2 separate regions of the Sus scrofa genome follow, and region 1 is linked to region 2. The links are chromatin contacts, called in public HiChIP or PLAC-seq maps. All regions are on one chromosome and are shown on one strand. The core of a region is the stretch at or near the end of the contact, and the rest is flanking DNA. Distances in the headings are between cores, read along the strand shown. Region 1 holds the start of ZZEF1 (zinc finger ZZ-type and EF-hand domain-containing protein 1). Region 2 holds the start of ATP2A3 (sarcoplasmic/endoplasmic reticulum calcium ATPase 3).

What was found. HiChIP or PLAC-seq counts read pairs in DNA pulled down with a chosen protein or histone mark.
Region 1: an H3K27ac HiChIP or PLAC-seq map of alveolar macrophages shows a contact between it and region 2. The contact joins the promoter of ZZEF1 here to the promoter of ATP2A3 in region 2. A contact is called at or near these places in 1 of 5 promoter capture datasets (liver) and 1 of 2 datasets of contacts at active chromatin or transcription factors (alveolar macrophages).

What each region holds. Positions count from the first base shown.
Region 1 is chr12:50,153,659-50,158,108 of Sscrofa11.1, reverse strand. It overlaps ZZEF1 (zinc finger ZZ-type and EF-hand domain-containing protein 1), which reads left to right and starts at 2,851. Exons shown (of 56, transcript XM_021067699.1): 1 at 2,851-3,227. The coding sequence starts at 2,874. It overlaps LOC100520452 (neuferricin), which reads right to left and starts at 2,893. Exons shown (of 4, transcript XM_021067695.1): 1 at 2,644-2,893. The coding sequence starts at 2,875.
Region 2 is chr12:50,010,457-50,015,357 of Sscrofa11.1, reverse strand. It overlaps ATP2A3 (sarcoplasmic/endoplasmic reticulum calcium ATPase 3), which reads left to right and starts at 1,352. Exons shown (of 21, transcript XM_021067692.1): 1 at 1,352-1,666. The coding sequence starts at 1,549.

The DNA of each region.
Region 1 (4,450 bases), core at 1,602-4,101, 140 kb before region 2:
GTATCAATTCAATGAGGAAAAGAATAGTCTTCACAGCTAATGGGGCTTGGATAACTGAACAGCAACATGCAAAAGAATGAAATTACCACACACCATATATAAAATTGTCTCAAATCAATATGAGTTAAAACTATCTCTTACAAGAAAACATAGGCGTAAATCTTTGTGACCTTGGATGAGGCAATGGTTTCTTAGGACACCAAAAGCACAAGCAATCGCAGGTAAAATAAACTGGATTTGGTGAAAAATTTTATATTTTGTGCATTAAAGGATACTGCAAGAGAGTGAAGGCCCGAAACCATAAAACTCCCATGAGAAAACATAGGCAGTATGCTCTTTGGCATTGGTCTTAGCGTTATTTTGGGGAATATGTCTCCTCAGGCAAGGGAAACAAAAGCAAAACTAAACAAAGGAAACGACTTCAAACTTTTGCACAGCAAAGGAAACTATCAACAAGATGAAAAGGCAGCCTACTGAAAGGGAGAAGATATTTGCAAGTAATACATCTGAAAAAGGGTTAGTATCTAAAATATACAAAGAACTCATATAACTCAACATCAACCCCCCCACCCCCCCCAAAAAAAATCTTGCAAGTTAAGCTTTGTCATGGCTCTAGTTATTGCTGTGGATCCCTGGCCTGGGAACTTCTGCATGCTCTAGGAGTGGCCAAAAAGAAAAAGAAAAAGGCAGAGGACATGAAGAGACATTTTTCCCAAAGGATACTCAGCATCACTAATCATTAGGGGAATGAAAATCAAAGTCAGGAGATATCGCCTCACCCCTGTCAAAATGGCTATTATCAAAAAGAAAACAAATAGGAGATCCCGTTATGTCTCAGCAGGTTAAGAACCCGACTAGTATCCATGAGGATGCAGGTTCAATCCCTGGCCTTGATCAGTGGGTTAAGGATTCAGTATTGCCACAAGCTGCAGCATAGATCACGAATGTGGCTCAGATTCCACGACGTGGCTGTGGCAAAGGCTGGCAGCTGCAGCTGATTCTACCCCTAGCCTGGGAACTTCCATATGCTGTGGGTGTGGCCCTAAAAAAGAAAAAAAGTAGGTTATTTGTTGCCAGGGGCATAGTAGGAGGAAATGGGGAATGACTCCTAACAGATAAGGAGTATCTTTGGGGGATGATAAAAAATGCTCTGGAATTAGTTAGTGGTGGTGTTTGCACAACTTTCTATGTTAAAAACCACTGATGGAGCTCCCACAGTGGTGCAACGGGATCAGCCATGTTCCTGCAGTACCAGGACAAAGGATCTATCCCCCTCTGGGCACAGTGGGTTAAAGTATTTGGCCATTGACACAGCTGGAGTTGATCCTTGCCCTGGGAGCTACATATGCCGCCAGGCAGCCAAAATGAAAACAAAAACACACTGAATTGTACTCTCTTAAAAAGGATGGATTTTACTTATTTATTGGCCATGCTCACTGCATTGAGAAGTTCCTGGGCCAGGGAATGAACCTGCACCACAGCAGTGACCCCAGCCACAGCAGTAGCAAAGTGGGATCTTCAACCACCAGGCCACCAGGGAACTCTGATAAGCTTTTTCAAGGAAGGCAGACAAGTACGTCTATACTAGAAGCAAGAACGATTCAAGCTTCTTAGGGAAAATTTGGAGTGGGGTGAAAGAAAAGTCACTTTGGATTGGAACACACTATAGAAATGATTAATCAGCAGGGCAACTCTGAGGGCAGGGCCAGGGCCTCACTCATCTCTGCCTTGAGAGCTAGGCAATGTGGCACAAAGTAGGTATTCTACTGGCGGTGAAAGAGTGAACAACAGGCAAGAGATGTATTTGTTCAACCTAAGTCACGAAGAGCGGTGGGGAGACAGGACAGAGGCAGGTAACAGGTGCCCACAGTCCTGCCAGAGTCAAAACAGACCAGAACGATGATGTATCTGAGAACGGCCCCCAAAGTGGTCTGACAAATGTGGGTAGGAAAAAAAAAAGCAGATGAATAAACGAAGGAACGAATGAATGAGTGAATGAATGAAACGCAGTCGGCAACCCGCCCGCGTCGTAGCAGGAAACGGCGGGAGCCGCCCGGCTAATACCTGCGAAGCCGCTATACGGGGCCCCAGGTTCGTAGTGCCTCCGGCCAGAGGACACATCGTAGACGCGGCCGAGCAAGGCCAAGTAGAGGCCAGGGTCCCCAGGGCGGCCGCGATAGCGGGCCAGCTCCTCGGGTATGAAAAGGCGGAAGTCAGCGCGGGGACTCCACCAGCCTGTCAGCCGAGCGATCATCGCCGCCACCGCCGCCGCGGCCAGGCCCAGCCAGAGCCCACGCCCGCCGAGCCTCGGCATTTAGACAGCTGTACCCCTCCGCTGCTCCGAAGTTGCCACCTCCGTCCACAACCAAGATGGTGGAGGAGCCGCCGCAACGTCATCGGCGCGACGCGCGCTCTCCCGTGTCCTCCTGTCGTTAAGGGGACCACGGAAAGGGAAGTCTTTGGCAAAAGCGTCACTACTTAGCTCCAACTCTTTCTCGTACTTTACCAGCATAGGTAGTGAACGTGGAACGATACCGAGAAAGTGAGCAGCGACAAGCTTTCTGGGCCCTCAAGTTGCCGCCCCCAACAAAGATGGTGGCAAAAGGAGGCTGGGGGATGACGTAGACATAACTGGAGACGCACCCTCCTGGAAATCCGGCTGTCCTCGGTTAGCTGTTTCACGACAGCCGGTGGAGTCCGCCTGACGGCGTCGTTGCGACAGTAGTCCTCGCTTGTGGGCGAGGAAGCCGGAAGCCGCAGCCGCCGCCGTCGTCCCCTCCCCGTCCCCGCCCGCCGGGTGCCGTCGGAGGTTGACAGGTCGTGGCGGGGAGGCGGCGGCGGCGGCCGAGCCGGGCGCCCGAGGCGGAAACCCCATGGGGAACGCTCCGAGTCACAGCAGTGAAGACGAGGCGGGAGCCGCCGGGGGCGAAGGCTGGAGCCCGCACCAAGACTGGGCCGCGGACTCCGGCACGACCCCCGGCCCGGGCCCCGCGGCCCCGGCGCTGCCCCCGGCCGCGGCTCTGCTGGAGCCGGCTCGGCTGCGAGAGGCGGCGGCTGCGCTGCGGCCCACCCCACCCTGCGAGTCTCTGGTGTCTAGGCACCACGGCGCGCTGTTGCGCTGGCTGGAAGAACGGCTGGGCCGCGGCGAGGAGTCCGTCACCCTGGAGCAGTTCCGGGAGGTGCTGGAGGCTCGTGGCGCCGGCTGCTCGGGCGAGCAGTTCGAGGAGGTCAGGGCTGACTGGAGATTGTGGGGCGGGGGCAGGGGCAGTCATCCCCAAGGGCGTGAAGAGGTGGGTGGTGGCTTTGGAGAGCCTAGGCGGGAATCCATAGGGTCTGCAGGTTCTGAAACTAGGAGCAAGGGTGTGCCGGGACCTATACTGGCGCTTCCAGCCTGCTCGAGCGGGTCGACTGTGAATCTCTTTAACCTTTACTGGGCATGTAGAAAGCCTAGGTCGTTCTTACTCAGAAGTACTGACCAAGCCTAGATGTGTCTGCATGTTGCTGTAGTACAGACCTTTGCGCTGTCCCCTGACACTGGTTCAGCTGCCCTCTGGAGCTTAGTGATCATGCTCCAGAATGGTTTAAGATGTGGTGCAGGGATCAAGGGAGTGGCCATGAGAACCATTCTGTTTTATAGGCTCGTGGGTTTTTAGCCCGCACCTTCCAAATCCAGTGTGGGGGCCCAGCAAATGTGGGAGGAGAGTAACATTTACTGGAAAAATTCACATTCTGAAAGGCACTCTCACCACAAAAACTGGCTTTTCCAAAACACATGTTAGCTTTTAGGTTTTTGAAGAACCATGTTTTAGACTCTCTTAAATGTCCCTCGAACCTAAAACTGATAGGCAAATACCAGGTTTCATGTGACTACTTGTAATTGTACAGTTTGGGGCATAATCATCAACGTCATCTCTGCTAAGTGATGAACAGTGAATTGATTCGGCAAGAAAATGTTTTCCTTAGAAGAGATCTTGGCAATTATCTATACCAAACACTTCATTTTATTTTATTTTTTTAGGGCCGTATCCTCGTCATGTGGAAGTTCCCAGGCTAGGGGTCGAATCGAAGCTTCAGTTGCCAGCCTACACCACAGCCAGAGCAATGTTGAATCCGAGCCTTGGCTGTGGTCTACACCACAGCTCACAGCAACGCCAGGTCTCGGACCCCACTGAGTGAGGCTAGGGATCAAACCCGCATCCTCATGGATACTAGTCAGGTTTTTCTGCTGTGCCACAATGGGAACTCCCCCAAACACTTCATTTCAGAGTTTAAAAGAGAACTGATCTAGGCTTGCCCTGTGAATCAGTTGACAAAACTGAAACTGTCACTCAGATTTCTTGGGGAGTTTTTTGGTTTGTTTGTTTGTTCTGTGTCCTGCTACCTCCTTCCTGGGCCCTGCTTCTTTCTTTCTCTCTCTCTCTCTCTCTTTTTTTTTTTTTTTTTTTTTTGT
Region 2 (4,901 bases), core at 103-2,602:
GCCCCAGAAGACCAGTATTCACTGCCTCCACGGCTGCAGGCTGAGCCCCAGCTGATGCCCCTGGAGTCAGTCTGGATGGCCTGTCACAAGCAGCAAAGGGCTGGACTATTCCATCCGGCTAGAACTCACTGAGTGTGTCCATGCGCAATGAGGCGTGGGGGAGGGGAGACAGAGGAGGAGGACCATGGCCCCAGGCTGGGGCAAGACATCGGGAACTGGGGGGACACTGGGCAGGGGTCGGCGGCAGGTGGCCAGGCTGGATGCTGGGGCTCCTGTGTGCTGGGGGAATGTGTGCGGTCCCCGTCTCTGAGGAGGCTTTGGGGCTGCGAGGCGTCCGGTTTGAACAGCAGGCTAAGGGAGCTCAATCCTGGAATCTGACCTTGTGCCACCAAGGTGAATCCCAGAGGCCTGGGCAGCACAGGCCCACCTGCTGGGGGGAAGATGGTGGGTCGCCTGAGACGGGGTGGGTCTCTCAAACTGGAGGGTGTGAGCAGACTGCTGCCTTTCGCTCCTCCTTTTGGCAGGATGAGTGGTTTCCGCCTCCCCACAGCTTGCTTCCCTGACCTGCAGCCCCTCCTCCTGGCTCCCCTGGACAGACTGGAGCTCAGGGAGCACTGCAGTGGGAGCCCCTTAGTCCCTTCCCTATCCTGGGCCAGAGTGGCTCTCCATGGGGGCCCTGGGGGCCCTGGCCAGAGGCCCCACACCCTCAGGCTTCTGGAGGCAGCCCCACCCCACCTGGCAGCTACATTTCCTGCTGAGGTGAGGGTGAGTCTAAGGTAACAAGACTGGTTTACTTTGGTATATACTGGTTCATTGTTAGAGGTCCTGGTTGTGCGGGGAATAACCGCTCATCGCTGGGCTTTAGGATAACGATAAAGAAACCAGAAACTTCCAAAGAAGAAAACATCAAGTCATCTCCTCCAGAGGAGGCCTGCTTAGGGTTAGGGTTTGGGGGTTCCCTCTAGACCCAGAGTCGCACTTGGCAGAATTCGAGTCGGGGGGGGGGTAGGAAGCCCCACTACGTACAGGTCCATTCTGCCACCGCCCGGGACCCAAGAGGGCGCCTAAGAAGGCCGCTCAGAGGCCAGTGCTCTGCAGCTCCCTTCCGTTCTCCGCCCCGGCACCCCACGTCCCTCACCGCCAGCTCGGTGGACAGCGGCTGAGGCCCTTCCGGACCACACGGCCTCGGCTCCCCCAGCCTCAGCTGTGCGTGGGCGGCCTCAGTTCCCCCTTCTGCGGAATGGGCGGGCAGCCCAACCTCCGCGCCCAGGGGCGTTGCGGGGGCGGGGCGGAGGGCTCCGAGGGCGGCCGGAAGGGGTGTGAGTGCGGGGGCGGGCCCCGCGCCGCCCCGCCCCGGGGAGGGAGCCCGGGGCGCAGCATCCTGGCGCGGGCTCCTGCCGCCGCCGCCACTGCCGTCGGGGAAGGTCCCAGCGCGGTCATGGCCTCGCGCGGCGCCCGCCCGGGCCCGAGCCCCCAGTGCCCCGCGCAGTAGCCCCGCGGCGAGGCGGCCCGGACGGTGCCGACGGCTCAGACGGACGGGCGGGCGGCATGGAGGAGGCGCACCTGCTCCCGGCCGCGGACGTGCTGCGTCGCTTCTCGGTGACGGCCGAGGGCGGCCTGAGCCCCGCGCAGGTGACACGCGCGCGAGAGCGCTACGGCCCCAACGGTGAGAGCGCGGCCCGGGCGGGGGCAGCGGGGGCCCCGCGCGCCGCAGTCTCAGTTTCCCCCCAGGCACCTCGGCCGCGGAGCTGTCCTCTCCCCTCCGAGCCATATGCCCCCGCGGGCGGGCGGGCAGGAAGCGAGGGCTCCGGAAACCTCTGCAGATGCTCTTGGGGCTCCCGGAGGGCTGCGCGGCACCTTGGCGGGGGAGGAGGGTACGGGTTCCGGGTTCGGAGACCGGACGCCCGCTCCCCCGCCCGGCTCTCCTCCCTCCAGGCCCAGGGACCAGTGAGGCCCTTCCGGGCTTCCCACCTCTATCCGCGTCCGCGTCCACTCGGGCAGGCCTTAGCTCACCCCCACCGGCCGTCAGCGCTGCATCCCCGCGCCGCCGCCACCCGCCCTGCCAGCATCTTGCAGGTGCACGCACAGGTCGGCTGGCGACAGACCAGCCAGGGATTCCTGAGGCGCAGCCTGCCAGCTGACCCCGCAGGGCTCTCCTGCACTGGGGACTCAGTGAAATACCCAGAAGGTGCAGACTGTCAGCTGGCAGCCTTGGGGCCTCCACCCCCACCCCAGGTCTTCCTCTTTCTGCAGCCCCAGGCGGATGTGGCTGGCGGGAGTTGGTGGGGGCTTTGAACTGCAGAGGCGGGAGACCCACCTCCGGGGGGCGGGGGTAGGGGGAGGTGGCAGGTTCAAGGCCTCACTGGGGGAGTTGCCTGGAAGGCCTTTCCTTCCTGGGTGACCTGGAGCCACGCCTGCCCATCTCTGGGCGGAGAGGGAGCTTTCACGCTGTTGCTTTTGGGGTGGGAAAAGCGTCCTTCTTCGTCATGTTTAAAGGAGTGTGGGATTCCCCACCTGCCAGGAGGCACAGCTAGTGCCAGCATCGTCCCCGTGTGACCCTGAGAGGGTAGAAGATGTAGACTCCCTCCCCGAGTTGCTTCCCGGCAGGATTTGCCACCCCCTTCGCCCTCCCCAGGGCACTGGGCAGAGTGCTAGGGGCGGGGAGAGAAATGTCGCCTGCATCCCCAGAGTGCAGCCGGGACCTGCATCCGTTCAGGACTCAGGGTCTCACCCTCTCCGGGTTCCCAGCCAGCCAGAAGGAAGGTTCTCTGGCGCGAGGGTCTCACTGCTCAGTGCCGGCTTGAAAATTACGAAGAGCTGTCAAAAAGGGAGCTTTGGGTTTTGTATTGGTTTATGACAACCACCTCTTGTATAAATATTATCTTTCTGGAGCAGAAATCCTTTTTCAAAAAAATTAGTTGCTATATTTAGTTGAGCTGTGGGAGGAACTAGGGAGATAAATATTATTTAATATCCCCCATTCGTGACTTGGCAGAGAGGGTTCCTTGCTGCAAGAGGGCAGGGCAGCAGGTCTGGGGTTCCAGCGCCTCCTCTGTGGCCTCCAGCTTGGGAGTCCTGATTCCCAAGGGAAGCTGGAGACCCGGGGCTTTGTTTTGCCTCCCAAATCACACAGATGTTGCCCTGCATTACCCTGGCCACACCCTTCTCCTTTCTGGCCCCCATGTCTTCATCAGTCCAGCAGAGGGGAAGCTGGCTGGGGAGGAGGGAGCCTCTGGTTCGCCCCTGCGCTCTTTCCTCTGGTTGTTTCTTTGGGGGGATGCCCTGGCCACTGAGCATCTCTGTGAGGTGACGGATCAGGATGGCACTGGAGGAGGGTGGCAGGAAAAGATGGGGGGCTGTTCCCGAGCTCCCCTGGTTCCTCTGTGCTTTGACAATAGTAAAAAACAGCTAGTGTTCAGTGGGACCAGGCCAGACCCGGGTCTTAGCACTTTTCATCTCTTATCTTGTTTCTTCCCCCAAACAACCGTTGTCACCCTCATTTTACAGAAGAGATGACTGAGGCCCCAGATTAGATAGCTTACCCCAAGTCACACAGCAAGTGGTACTGGGTGCCCGCCCCTCTCTGGGCCTCAATTTCCCTAGAGGTCCCAGGTTCTGCAGGCTCTGGGACCCTGGTGTTGGGGTCGGTACTCGGAGCCCGGGTAGCTCCACAGGAGCTGTTCCAGCCTCGGACGCACGCCAGTGCTCTGGAAGTTGTCAGGTGAGGGGAAGGGAGCCAGCTGCCCCTTCCTGCTTCATGCTCCCCCCACCCAGCCCCGGCCTGAGGAGGCGTGGGTGTCACAGTCTCTGCCAGCACAGCCTTTGGGGTGAGGCTGACAGGGTTTTGAGCCCCAGCTCTGCCTGTTCATAACCGTGCTTCCCCTCTCTGTGCCGCCACTCATTTATCATAAGCGGGGCTGCCACAGGACCCACGTCACAGGCTTATTTGTGAGTGTTTGCGTTCACCGAGCCGAAGAAACTGGCCCTGGCTCTGGACCAGAAGCTCGAGGGAGAGGGGAGGGACCTGCAGGCTGCGGGGAACACCCCAGGGACTAGTGTCCCCCCCCACCCCAGGAGTCTATGCACCTGCAGGGTCGTTAGCACTGGAAACCACAAGGAAGTCATTTGCTTAAGTCCTGAAGTTTGCAAGTTCTGCCAGCAGAGGAAGAGGGGAGGCAGGGGCTGCGGACCCTCCCTCCTCCCTCCTCTGAGCTCGGGGAGGGGCCTCCGTGAGTGAATGTGCTGGGAGCTGTACCCCGATGTGTCCCAACCCCAGTGTGTAGCATGTCCTCCGAGGCCCCGACTGGGCAGTAAGTGGGAGGCTCCTGGCCTCTTGGGAGCCTGCCTTTCTCTGCAGGTCCCAGAGGTGCCCAGGGCTCAGCTTTCTCCCAGGGCTTTCTACATCCTTTCAACTTATTTTTCGTATAAAAATGTATAGCCTTCAAAGGGTGAGTATATGATAAGTTCTCCCTAGATCTGTCCCCAAACACCCACTCCCAGTGGCCCGTGTCACCCTCAAGGTATCCTGTGTACACACGCGTCTGGTCTGTGATGGATGATCTTTTTTCCATGAAAGGGAGTGGATTTCGAGGGCTCTTTTGCCCCTTCTTTCCATGTGGTCGTCACTCTTGGAGATGGCTCCACCTGGCACATCCTTTGGCGTCCTGGTGGCTAGGCAGAGGCTGTTCCAGCCTTTCCTCACCCGAGCTTTTGATTGTTCACAGCCTCTGTGATCACACATGTGTTATAAGGCATATGCTTGCCCCCACATCATTTCACACACTGTGAATATCGGCAAAGGATAAATTCCTAGAAGTAGACCCGCTGGTGAAAGAGCGTGTGTATTTTCCATTTTGACACCTATTGCTAAATTGCTCTCCGTAAAGTTGCACCAATGGACC